3 separate regions of the Mus musculus genome follow, and all the other regions are linked to region 2. A link is a contact called in public promoter capture Hi-C data. All regions are on one chromosome and are shown on one strand. The core of a region is the stretch at or near the end of the contact, and the rest is flanking DNA. Distances in the headings are between cores, read along the strand shown.

Region 1 (4,075 bases), core at 18-2,517, 240 kb before region 2:
GCACTGGCTCCACCAGAGAGGGTGAGCTCTTGGGGAGACAGATCCTGAGACCTGCCAATGGTGACTGTTTTTTTTTTTTTTTCCCCTCTATTTTTTGAGACAGGGTTTCTCTGTGCAGCCCTGGCTGTCCTGGAACTCACTCTATAGACCAGGCTGGCCTGGAATTCAGAAATCCACCTACCTGCCTCTGCCTCCCAAGTGCTGGGATTAAAGGAGTGTGACACCACTACCTAGCCCAATGGTGACTCTTGCAGGGTTCAGGCAGAGAGGAACTTCCAAGGAGATGGCTGGTGCCTGGTTGCCCACGTCAGTGCCAGGGCCCATACCCACTGCCTGGCAAGAAGCTATGGGAAAAGGCTGCAGGTGCCCTTAGTCCTCTGTGCTGTCCTTAACCAACGTTTCTCCAAACTTTGGTACCTATGTAAATTGCCCACTGCTGCAAGATCTCAAGCTAGAGAGAATGAAACCCGTACCCATGGGGTGAAAGTGGCCTGGCATTCTTCTCTTTGTAGCTTTGTACCACAGGTACTAACAGTCATCCTCAATGTGACTACTCTGCCCAAGGCTGTCTAGTTTTGACTTTTCTTCTAACCCGCCTGAACTCAGGGGTCTCACATTTGGCCCGGGTGTAGCCGTCACGTGAGGCCTGCATGCTTGTGCCAACCAGTCTGACTCAACTACAGCCTTTGCAAAACCCCTTACCACCCCGTGACTCAGTTTCTCCAGCTGTTCACGTGGGCAACAGTATGAGGCACCAGAGTGGAATGCGGAGGGTGTCCAAAACAGCTTCTCTGCAGTGCGTGCTTTTAGGCGGGGCCCCAAAGGCAAGAATTCGTGCCGCCCAAAGTATTCCTACTGGTCGTGCCCTGCACTGGCCACTGCTTTGGGCGGCAATGATTCTGCCAGGTGCACCGGCTGGACTGCAGGGATGACACCGTTTAGACCACTGAGAGGGCCTTCCCGGGAGACGGCGGGTGCCCGCGCCCATTCTAAGGCCCGTTCCCGGTGCCAGCAGCCTGACGCAATCTGACTCGCCCTTGCTGCATGCCAGTTCTGGGGAAACCTTCCCTGCCGTTGCATCACTCCTGCCAGGTCTGCCACGGGAGGAGGAGCCGAACCAATCAGCACGCGCGTTGGCCCTGGGGCGGGCTGCTCTGGTACCCACTCGGAGGGCGGCGCGGTTAACCGAGAAGCAAAATCTAAAGGTGATTGGCCAGAAAGAGATTTGCCCCGCCCCAATCATAGGGACAGCTGGAGGCAGTCTGAGGGCCTTCCTGGCCGGAGGGTTTAAAGAGCGCCTCTGGAGGGACCACTCAGCTGGAACGACCGATCGGTGCCAGGCCAGGTGTACGCGTCCGTCGGTCCTTCCGTGCCCGTGCCGGAGACCAGTCTCGGAGGCCACCCGGGTCCGTCCCTGCGCCCGGCACCATGAAGCAGGAGTCCGCATCCCAGAGCACTCCGCCTCCTTCACTGTCCCCTGCACCATCATCCGCGCAGCCTTCCTGGGGGGATGGCGACCCCCAAGCCCTGTGGATTTTCGGGTACGGCTCCCTAGTGTGGAAGCCGGACTTTGCCTATAGTGACAGCCGTGTGGGCTTCGTTCGTGGCTATAGCCGACGGTTCTGGCAGGGAGACACCTTCCATAGGGGCAGCGACAAGATGGTGAGCATCCTTCTGTGCCCAGAGGAGTGGAGTGGGGTTGGCAGGAGAGTGGGCACTCGTATCCTGGAGTGGCAGGGACCCTGGGCTAACTAAGAGAAAATTGTAAACCTGGTTTGTGGTTTAAATTTGTGTGCCTGGAAATCAGGTTGGTGATTGCACCTGTGGATTCTTGTGCTGGTTACTAATCTGGGCCGCTCGTTGTTTGTCTCTTCCACATCTGCCCATCACTCCATGTCACTCGATGAAAGGTCCTCTCCCAGGCTTGGGGCTTAGGCTGGCACTCTTTCCTCCTCTTCCTTCTCTTCCTCTTCTTCCTTTCCCTCTTCCTCCTCTTCCTCTTCTCTTCCTCTCCCTCTTCCTCCTTGTTCTTCTCTTCCTCTTCCTCCTCCTCCTCCTTTTCCTCCTCCTCTTCTCCCCCCTCTTTTTCCCCCTCCTCCATCTTACCTATTTCTTGCTATGTGGCCTCAAACTTGTGACAAATCTCTCTCTCTGGTGCTGAAGTGCTGGAACTACAGGTTCAAGTCACAACAGGACTAAAGGTGTGTGTGTGTGTGTGTGTGTGTGTGTGTGTGTGTGTGTGTGTGTGTGTGTTGCTGGAGATTGAATCTAAGGTCTTGTGCATGACAGGCAAGCCCCCCATGTCAATAAGGTTCATTCATAGTCCTTTCGGAAGTGCTAATATCTAATTTGTCTTTTTCAAAACCTTTCTTCCCTGTCTAGCCTGGCCGAGTGGTGACCCTCCTTGAAGACCGTGAGGTAAGTGTGCAGTCAAGAAGAGAATCCTGGGGTCTGATGTATCAGGGTGCAGAGGGTCAGAGCTCTTGTGTGGGGAGAGTGGAAGTGTAGCTAGCTTACTCCATGCTTCTTGGAGAATCACTTGAGGGAGGGTCTTATTAAGATGGATTTCTGTGAGTTCAGAGTTATTCTTGGTTACATAATGAATCCTGGGTCAGACACCCTGTACTATATGAGACGTCTCAAAATAAACAAAACTCAAGGGAAATAGGGTGAAGGGTATTGCTTCTGGGTGGCTCAGCAGCCAGTCAAACACGTTAGTTTTTTTTTAAAGCTTCATGGAGAAATGGCTCAGGAGTCAGAAGCACCTTCTGCTTCTCCAAAGGGCCTGGATTTGATACCCAGCACCCACACAGTAACTCACAATCTGTAGCTCCAGTTCCAGGGAATCAGACTCTTCTGACTGACCACCAAGATCACAGGTCGCCAGGCACACACGTCCATACACATAAAACTTCAAAATTACATCTATTTGTACATGCACGCATGTGCACACGCTGTAGGTCAGATGTGGAAGCAAGACGACAAGATGGAAGTCGATTCTTTCCTCCGACCATTCATGTCCCAGGGATTGGACTTAGGTTATCTGATCATCAGGCATGGTAGCAACTACCTCTATCCCTTGAGACGTCTCCCCACCCCCTCCACCTCTTTTATAGAACATAGGTGTGGAATGTGTCTAGGGGAACATTCTAGAATGAACACAGGACCAGCATCAAGCTCTGTGACTGACTGGAGTGTCTCTGTTTTTCCCTAGGGCTGCACTTGGGGTGTGGCATACCAAGTTCGAGGGGAGCAGGTGAACGAGGCCCTGAAGTACCTGAATGTGAGGGAAGCCGTGCTTGGTGGCTATGACACTAAGGAAGTCACCTTTTATCCTCAAGACACCCCTGACCAACCCCTCACAGCACTGGCCTATGTGGCCACCCCACAGAACCCTGGCTACCTGGGCCCTGCTCCTGAAGAGGTCATTGCCACACAGATCCTTGCTTGCCGAGGCTTCTCTGGTCACAACCTTGAGTACTTATTGCGTTTGGCAGACTTCATGCAGCTCTGTGGGCCTCAGGCACAAGATGAGCACCTGGAAGCCATTGTGGACGCCGTAGGAACCCTGCTACCCTGCTCTTACCTACCTGAGCAGCCTCTGGCACTGACCTGAGGAGCCAAGCTCCTGCAAGAAGTGTCTGAGTGGTACTGGTGGACATCAGTATGCAGTACTTGAGATAGACTTGATGGAGCAAGAGAGAGTTGAGAAGGCATGCTGGGTGGCCAGGGGCTTTGTGTCTTATGCCCCGCCTGTCTGCTAGCCTTCAGCTCTTCCTTCATTGACCCTTACTCACTACTTGAACCTTTATTTATTGCACCATGTTGGTGTGGTGGGCAGGGCAGGTGGGGGACCTGCCCTGGATGTGGGCCCTGCAGTGCGGTGGCTCTGCCCTAGTCCTCTGGTATGTAACCAGAATCCCCCCATTGCTGCTGCCAATTCCACACCACCCAGGCCTCCGTAGCCCCAGGGACCCTCCAAGATCGTTGCTCCTCTGTCCACCCAGACTACCCCAGCCGTGGTAGTATCACCTGCCCATGTTCCGGGCCTTCTGGATGAGGGACAGCAGAGAAG
Region 2 (3,939 bases), core at 1,048-3,547:
TTACAGATGTTTGTGAGTCACAATGTGATTGCTGGGAATTGAACTCAGGACCTCTGAAAGAGCAGTCAGTGCTCTTAACCACCAAGCCATCTCTCCAGCTTGAGAAACCCTGTCTTAAAAAAACAAAACAAAAAAGTTATACTTAGTACAGTGCTACAATAATTAAGACTGTGTGGTATTCTTCAGCCTCAATTTTGGGTGTGGGGTGATGAGGGGACATGGTTTGTTTATATGGTCTCAGCTATTCTGGAATGCCACTCTGTTGACCAGGATGGCCTCAAACTCATAGAAATCTGCTTGCCTCTGCCTCCTGAGTGCTGGTTTAAAGGTGTGCACCACCACTACCCCAGCCCCAATTCTTAAAAGTAAAAATTTTCAAGAAAAATAAAAACTATAAACTTAACCAAATGAGTTGGGATTGAGGTGGCCAAGGTGGGAGGATTGCTAGAAGCTTGAAGTACGTGCTAGAGATGGCCCAGCAGTTAGAGTCCTTCTTGCTCATGTAGGGACCCACCCAGGCATGAGTCTTAGCCCTGCCATGGTGACTCACAATGATCCCTGACTCCAGATCCTTGGGATCTGATACCTCCTCAGGCACTAAGCAAGTGTGTGGTACATGTACATGCATAATCACAGGCAAAATAATTTACATAAATTTAATCTAAAAATATATCAAATCAAAATACATGAAAAAAATGGATATGGGTGTATTAAACAGATATAGCTCTGATAAGTGCTTGTCTAATATGCATGCAGTCTGAGTTTTCACTACATGTGAGCACACACACATACACCTCAGGCAGGAGAATTCCTCACCTATACCCCATATAAATAGGAAAGACATAGCACCATGGTTTGATGGTAACAGCCCTGCAGTGTCACCTGAACCCCTGCTTAAGTGAGTTGAGGAGGGACAAGACTGTTTCTGCTGGTTCTTTGGGCAGCCCTTCGGCTTAGCCCAGGCCTCATTGCTTGATATCGCTCCTTTGGATTACTGTTGTCTGTGCATCTGTCTGTCCCTACTCAGTCCTGCACCTCACCATATTCCTCCGTTGACACTCACCTGGACCCCTCAGCTAGCTTCAATACTCTGTGTCTTTCTAAATGAGTTCATCAATATCTAACTGTGGTGACTTTTCCCATTTATATCAGCTCTGTCTGGATGTAGTAAAACCTCACTGAACACAGAGGTTTGTGTAATCCTTTGCAGGCCTTCTGTAGTCTAAGTATATACAGATATACAGTGTGCCTATTCATACACAGAGACATACGGTGCAGTGATGTGTGATCTGATAGTAGCTAACACTCAAAGAACCTGTCTTTGGATGGAGGACATTGTTGCTCACTTGAGATTCAGGACATAACCAGTGTGGTAATTCTGTTACATTGCAATTTGAGGCCAGCCTGGGATACACAAGGTCTCTGTCACCAGCCCAGCTATAAAGGGAAATCAAGGCTGATGGCCAGTTGCAGCCAATAAATCAATGTAGCTTGTGAATTTATTATTATTCAATAGGTTCTAACATTCTAATAATAATAACGAATAATGTAATTATTATTATTATTATTATTTTATTAGCCAATAGATTCAATAGACAACTGTGTTTTGTCTTTGTATGGCATAGCATCCTTATCACAGAGGGAAGCATAGAAATTTGGATTTAATAAATGGCCTAGTGATAACCCCGTCATTTAGGAAGCACTGCTTATCCAGAAGAACGTGTGTCATCACCTGGAAGAGTCACACTATTGCCTTCACTACCTCTCCTGGAAATACCGCTAAAGGATCTCTAAATCCTACAACTGGAACAAACAACAAATGCAGTTTAACATTTTCTCAGGCAGCGGGCAGGCCCTTTTAAGGTGAGGAAAACTACGCTACTGTATTGACCTTTAAACAGCAGGCAACATTCTCTCAAGTGGGTCAAAGTCAGAAGAACTGACACCATGAAATTGTTCCTCTGGGTGTAGTGTTAGTCCGGGTATAAAAATCCTTTAGCCAAGAGAGGAATTACTAGTAACAGTATATTTTTACAGTAACGATAATTTAAAATAGTCATTTGGCCTTGTAGTGCTATCTTACTAAAAAGTGAGACTGCCTCCGTGCGGAATGTTTTTCCTCAAGTGAATTACAACAACCCTTTTCCTCCTTAACTTCAACTGGAGCACTAAGCTCCAACAACAAAAAATAGAACCAGAGAGAGGGATTGATTGAAGTACTTCCCAGCCAATCCGCGATGGAAAAAGAGCGCGCGAGCAAGGTGCTGTCCAATCATCACTCGGAGGCGGGGCGGAGCCTTTCGCGCCTCCGCCCCTGGGTTGGCGGACAGGGGAAGGAGCGAAGATGGCGGAGTGAGGCGTGCCCCGGGCAGCTGGCCTGCGGGCCCGGGGCAGGCCTCCCGTGAGAAGCGGAGTACTTGTGCTGGACCGTGTGAGGTGAGCTGAGAAGTCCGTCTGTCTATCGGGAGACGAGCAGCCGGTGGGGCGGCACAACTCGGGACGGGGTAGCGGCGAGCCTAATGAGGGAGCCGGCGAGGCCTGGGCCTGACAGGGCTTTGCATTCGCAGCCGCGTCCGGTCGGCTCCGCCGCCTCCGGGTATGTGGCCGCGTCCTTCCCTTACCAGCGCTCCACGCCCTTCCTTGCGCCCTTCGCTTTGGCCGCTGCGTGCTTTGCCCTGGTTCTCTGAGTTGCACGTACGCCGGCCGTATCGGGAAGCCGCTGTGTGCACCTCCCTTTTATTTTTCTAAGACTATCTCTGTATTGTTTGACCCTTTACCGAAGGCGTCACCGGTTGAGGTTGACAGGCCTGTTGCAGCTCTGGGCATTTTGTGTCCCTGGCGCGTTGACCTTGAGATTTGCTGTAAGAGGCTCCCTCTGGTATTTTCATTTGAGTATGTGTATTACAGATAGACTCTTGCAGCCTTTACCTCATACTCGCCCCTGCCAAACTTTTATGACCGTAGTAAGCAGCTTTGTCCTTGGACGTCCTGATAATGCCCTTATGGCGCATTAGTTTCGGCAAACGGGTCTCAGTGGAATTCACCTATGTTGATTTCTTACCCAGGATCAAGGGAAACGGCTTACGATGCTTTTCTTTTCGTTTTTTTAGAACTATAGTTCTGGAAGTACTGCTGGAATCTCATTTGTGTAGTTGGTGTACACTGGTGACAGTGTAGTACTAACAAGATATTTATATTTGATTCTTATTTAATTTTATCTCTTTGTAATTGGGAGCCCCCTTACTTTTATTGGTATTCAGCTAAATTCTCGGAAAGTCTTTGCTTCTGAATTCTGGATCGGGGAGACATTTGCTGCGTGTGTTGGTGCTCAGGGCCAGAAATTTACATCTATCAAAACCTTGTTTCAGAAATAAACTGGCATATTAGTGAGAGCCAGTTCAAATGGAAAAATCATAATGTGAGTGAATGTTTGTGATAGATTATATGGTTTTTGTTAGCCCTAGACTTAGCAGAGCTGAAGCAGGAAGCACTTGCTTAGGGGGTGAAAAAAAAACCAAAAAACAAAACCCCTCCCCTTTAGCACAAGTAGTTTTTCTTTTTAATATGATCCACAAGTAGAAAAAAATAGGTATGAGCCAGAGGAAGGGAATATAACATCCTTCCTCATCTTAAAAAAGAGAAAGTCGTTTGCTTTCCACTAAAAGACAGCTCTACATTACGGGAGGTTTTCTGCGGAGTTACAGTTTCTCGCCCCTCCAGAGAGACTACAGTATCATATACAGTATCATAAACTCAGAGTTGCATAAAGCTTCAGAACTTCTCCAAAAATGTTATTGTTTAAACACTAATTCCACTAGAGGTGTACAGAAAGTGACATTATGATTATTCCTTTAGAATACTTATGAGAGTGAATTTTTTTAGAATAGATTGGTTGGAATATCTTTGTATACTTAATACCTGTAGTATCAGTAAAGGATA
Region 3 (3,777 bases), core at 832-3,331, 210 kb after region 2:
CAGAGCGTCAGTCACATTTAGAATTTGCACAAATGCACACCCTCCCTCATACATCACAATGCACACCCTCTCACCCACCTACACATCTCTTCCACAAAAATCACACCTGCTCACATACCCTAGAAGCACATTCCTATGCTATGCCGAGAGAGGAGAGAGGAGAGAGGAGAGAGAGAGAGAGAGAGAGAGAGAGAGAGAGAGAGAGAGAGAGAGAGAGGCGCTGAGTGGGTTTAAGAACTAAGAAACGAACCACTCCTGTATAGCAGATAAAAAGGCAAGGCAGATCAGCACCCCACAGGTTTCTGCCTGCCACTTTGGCCCTGTAAGTAGAAATACTGAGAGCCAGGGCGGATACTGAAATGAAATTAGGAAGATAACATGGAACCAGGATGTCCTTCGGGGAAAGTGAGGTGGGATTTCCCTTCAGGGAAAGCAGACATATTTTCTAGCAGGATGGTGATGTGTCTCAGGCTTAGTTAGAATGCGGAAAGCCACCTCCATGACTTGCCTAAGGAGCCAGTTTAACTGATAACAAAGTATAAACCCTTGGGCTAGAATTCCATATCAGCTCAGGAGTGAAGAACAGGAAGTAGAAGCTGTGTTTGGTCTCTAGATTGAACATCTTCCGGGAATACTCTGTGCCAGGTTAATTGAAATAAAGAGAAGGGTCCCCTTTACTGGAGACAGCGTAGAACAGTTCTGGCTTCCGTTCCAGACTGTCTGACACTCAAAATTCCAAAGCTCTGGAAAAGAGCAAGCTTGTGTGCTTTTCTTTTCTTTTTTCCCCCTTCAGGAAAGCGTCCTGGAGCCATCCTAGAGTTCCCAAGAAAATTGGCAGAGCGCTCAGCAGGAAGTCAGGCCCCTCCGATCCAACTGTTGACCAGACTTGCCAAGAGTCTTCCTATCCTGCCGCCTGGGGGCGCCCCCAGCTGGGTCTGCGGCTGCCGCCAGCACTGCTGTTATCATTAAGATAATTAATAAACAAGCACTGGTGGGCCAAGTGGAGGAAGAGGGAGGCTCCTGCTGCTCAGGAGAATCCCTGGAAAGATCCAGTGAGTATGGGACGTCTCACTGGCTAGTTCTTTCTCCCCATCCAGGACCCCTGGAAAGCGCCTGTTGTGGGTTGTCCTCCAGGGGCCAAGAAGAGGTGAGGACAAGAGGAGGACTTGGCAGGTGCGATTTGGAACCAGCTCTGCATCTTCCTGACAGGATGTCTGTGGGCAGGCCACCTCCAGTGATTACTGGTTGTGGAGCAGGCAATTATTCATTCTTTTAACAAGGATCTGCCTATTTATTTATGGAGTGCCTACTGTGCGCAAGGTGGTCTACTAATAATAGCAGATGTTTCACTAGCTAGTATGAAGACAATGCCAATGTTCACACTATGTCCCAGAAGTGGAGGGGTGGAAAGAGGAAGCAAGAAAGAAGAATGATACCCTCGAAAATCACGGTGATTTTGCTTTGGCCTTCGTAGGCTAGCAGTGGGGATGGACACCTAAGAATTACGAAACAGATCTTGGAAAACTCTAGATGGACGACAAACTGGAAAACACTCTGGGAAGATGGGCTGGGGAGAATGGTCTTTCGATAGGAGAATACTTGGCGATTAAAGGTAGGCTACAAAGATCGAAAAAGAAAAAAAAAACTGGGTGAAAAGCTCAAGCAAAGAGGTACAGGGATGCTAGTAGTTTCTCGGGGAGCTGTTCCAGCCGTCTTGGGGACACCTGAGGGTTGCTGTGTCTAGTAGGTGCTTTGTGTTCTGAGAGGGCTGTGTCGGAGTCTGAGGTCAGGATTTAGAACAGTGTTGGGGTGTGGCAGGAGCTTCCAAGAGGGGTTCTGAGGAGAGGATGGGGTGCCCCGCTGGAGACTGGAAAGTATTTGGGGAAGGAGGGGCGTGGCCGGGTGCCTGTCCAGGGAGCGAGGCAGGTCCTCCGCAGCGGCAGCGGAGTGGCCAGGGCGCGGGTCCCGCTGCGCCTTCTGGAGGTGGGCGGGAGGTCGGGCGGTAAGGGCTGAGGTTAGCGCTCGGCTCTCGCCACCGGGGCTGCGCGGGGGAGGGGGAGGGCGGCACGAGCTCCGCGGAGGGCGGGCGGGCGGGCCGGGAGGAGGCGGCGGCTCGCAGAAGAACATGAATCAGCGGCGGCGGCGGCGGCGGCTGTGGAAGGAGCGCGGTGGCCCAGCCGCAGCCCCGGGGACTCCTCGCTGCTGACGGCGGTGGCCGCGGCTCTAGGCGGCCGCGGGTCCGGGACGCCCGGGCCGAGCGCCGCCCCCCGCCCCTCCCGCGGGCCTCCCGCCCCTCCTCCGCCACCCTCCTCTCTGCGCTCGCGGGCCGGGCCCGGCATGGTGCGGCGTCGCCGCCGATGGCGCTGAGGCGGAGCATGGGGTGGCCGGGGCTCCGGCCGCTGCTGCTGGCGGGACTGGCTTCTCTGCTGCTCCCCGGGTCTGCGGCCGCAGGTAGGGGTGGCCCGGGAGGCGGCGGGAAGCGGGGGGCTGCTGAGCCGCACGACTGAGGGGCGCAGCCCGGGGACGGCAGCGGGCGAGACCCGGGCCTGGGCCGGCCAGAGGTTGGGGTCGGTGGCCGGGGCTGGAAGGCCGAGACTAGGACGCAGCGGGTGTTGGCTGCCAGACCTCCGGCCGCGGCCCCCGCCCCCAACTTTCTCGCGCCCGGGGCTGGCTGGGTGCAAAGGAAGGGAGTGGGGGGTGTGGGCAGTCGGGGGTGCTTAGGACTGTATTTTCCCGCCTCTATGTTCCTAGTAGTCTGCTCCCTTTTCCCCAGTCCTAAGGACCCATTCTGCCTTCCGCACACCCCCGAGGTCCCACTTTGAAACTACAGGATCTGGGTTTGAGCACCCAGGGTTGTGAAGGTGCTGGATTCTAAAATACCTCTGCCCGTACTCTAGTTCCTGTGGCCCTTGGCGCTCCCGGAAACCCGAATGTTGAGTAGCTTGGGTTGGGTGAAGGTTACTGCTTCTTGTGAAGATTAGCTTTACGTTGCCACACAGCCACAGAGGCATTTCCCCGAGGCAGGAGGGCAGCACCTTTGCCTTCAAGTTCACACGCACACATCAGGGTGCAGAGGGGTGTGAAGCTATGTCTCCTTGTCCTGTGAGGGTGAGTGGGAAGGGTAGAGAGACAGGCGCCCCCCCCCTCCCCCGGCAGCAGCCATCCAACAAGCATTTCTTAAAAACTGAGTTCTTTGCCACATTAGCCTTGAAAGGAAAGGAAGCTAAAGAGTGGAAAGTATATGCAGGCTCCGAGGTGCGTATCAGATGCTCAGAGAGCCCAGGAATTTACCTAGGGTTACACAGTAAGGAGCAGAAAGAACAGGTCTGGATTTCCTTTATGCAGATTCTTCACCTGCCCATCTGTTTAATACATGCCAGGAGGGTGTGTGTGTGTGGGCGTGTGTTTGTGTGTGTCTACCCTTGCCTGAAGAGGGTAAGATTTTAATAAGTGGGCCCTGTTGATGCCACAGTAGCTCCGGGGTCTTGGGGCTTCTGCTTAGGGCCCCACCCCTCCCTTCTGCCTCCCGTCTTCCTAGCACCCGCCCCAGCACACATTCAGGTATTAATAGAGCAGGCGGCTGCCAGGAAGGCTGCCATGTGTTTGATCTGACGTGGTTTTGTAGCCATATGTTCTCCACTTCAGGGGAGCATTCCCTCCTTCCCTCTTCTCAACCTCCCTTCGTTTTACAGGGTGGAGTCAGGGATACTAGCAGCAGTTCGTGGGCTTGACTGACACCCTGGGCAGAGAGCTGGCAGCCTGTTGCACTGGTTGGGT

What was found. Promoter capture Hi-C pulls out the DNA fragments that hold promoters and counts their contacts. Capture Hi-C pulls out chosen DNA fragments and counts their contacts.
Region 1: a contact with region 2 is called in a promoter capture Hi-C map of liver, with 4 times the contacts expected there. The contact joins the promoter of Chac1 here to the promoter of Oip5os1 in region 2. A contact is called at or near these places in 9 of 39 promoter capture datasets (the 3T3-L1 cell line, cranial neural crest, hematopoietic stem and progenitor cells and 5 more), 2 of 484 Hi-C or Micro-C datasets (erythroblasts and muscle stem cells), 3 of 115 datasets of contacts at active chromatin or transcription factors (effector CD8 T cells, extraembryonic endoderm stem cells and memory CD8 T cells) and 1 of 9 other capture datasets (adipose tissue).
Region 3: a promoter capture Hi-C map of liver shows a contact between it and region 2. The contact joins the promoter of Tyro3 here to the promoter of Oip5os1 in region 2. A contact is called at or near these places in 1 of 39 promoter capture datasets (hippocampal neurons) and 1 of 9 other capture datasets (liver).

What each region holds. Positions count from the first base shown.
Region 1 is chr2:119,349,975-119,354,049 of GRCm38.p6, forward strand. Chac1 (ChaC, cation transport regulator 1) reads left to right here and starts at 1,268. Exons shown (of 3, transcript NM_026929.4): 1 at 1,268-1,662; 2 at 2,383-2,418; 3 at 3,215-4,075. The coding sequence starts at 1,429. The coding sequence ends at 3,616.
Region 2 is chr2:119,591,999-119,595,937 of GRCm38.p6, forward strand. It overlaps Oip5os1 (Opa interacting protein 5, opposite strand 1), which reads left to right and starts at 2,298. Exons shown (of 3, transcript NR_027832.1): 1 at 2,298-2,436.
Region 3 is chr2:119,797,433-119,801,209 of GRCm38.p6, forward strand. Tyro3 (TYRO3 protein tyrosine kinase 3) reads left to right here and starts at 2,082. Exons shown (of 19, transcript NM_019392.2): 1 at 2,082-2,451. The coding sequence starts at 2,358.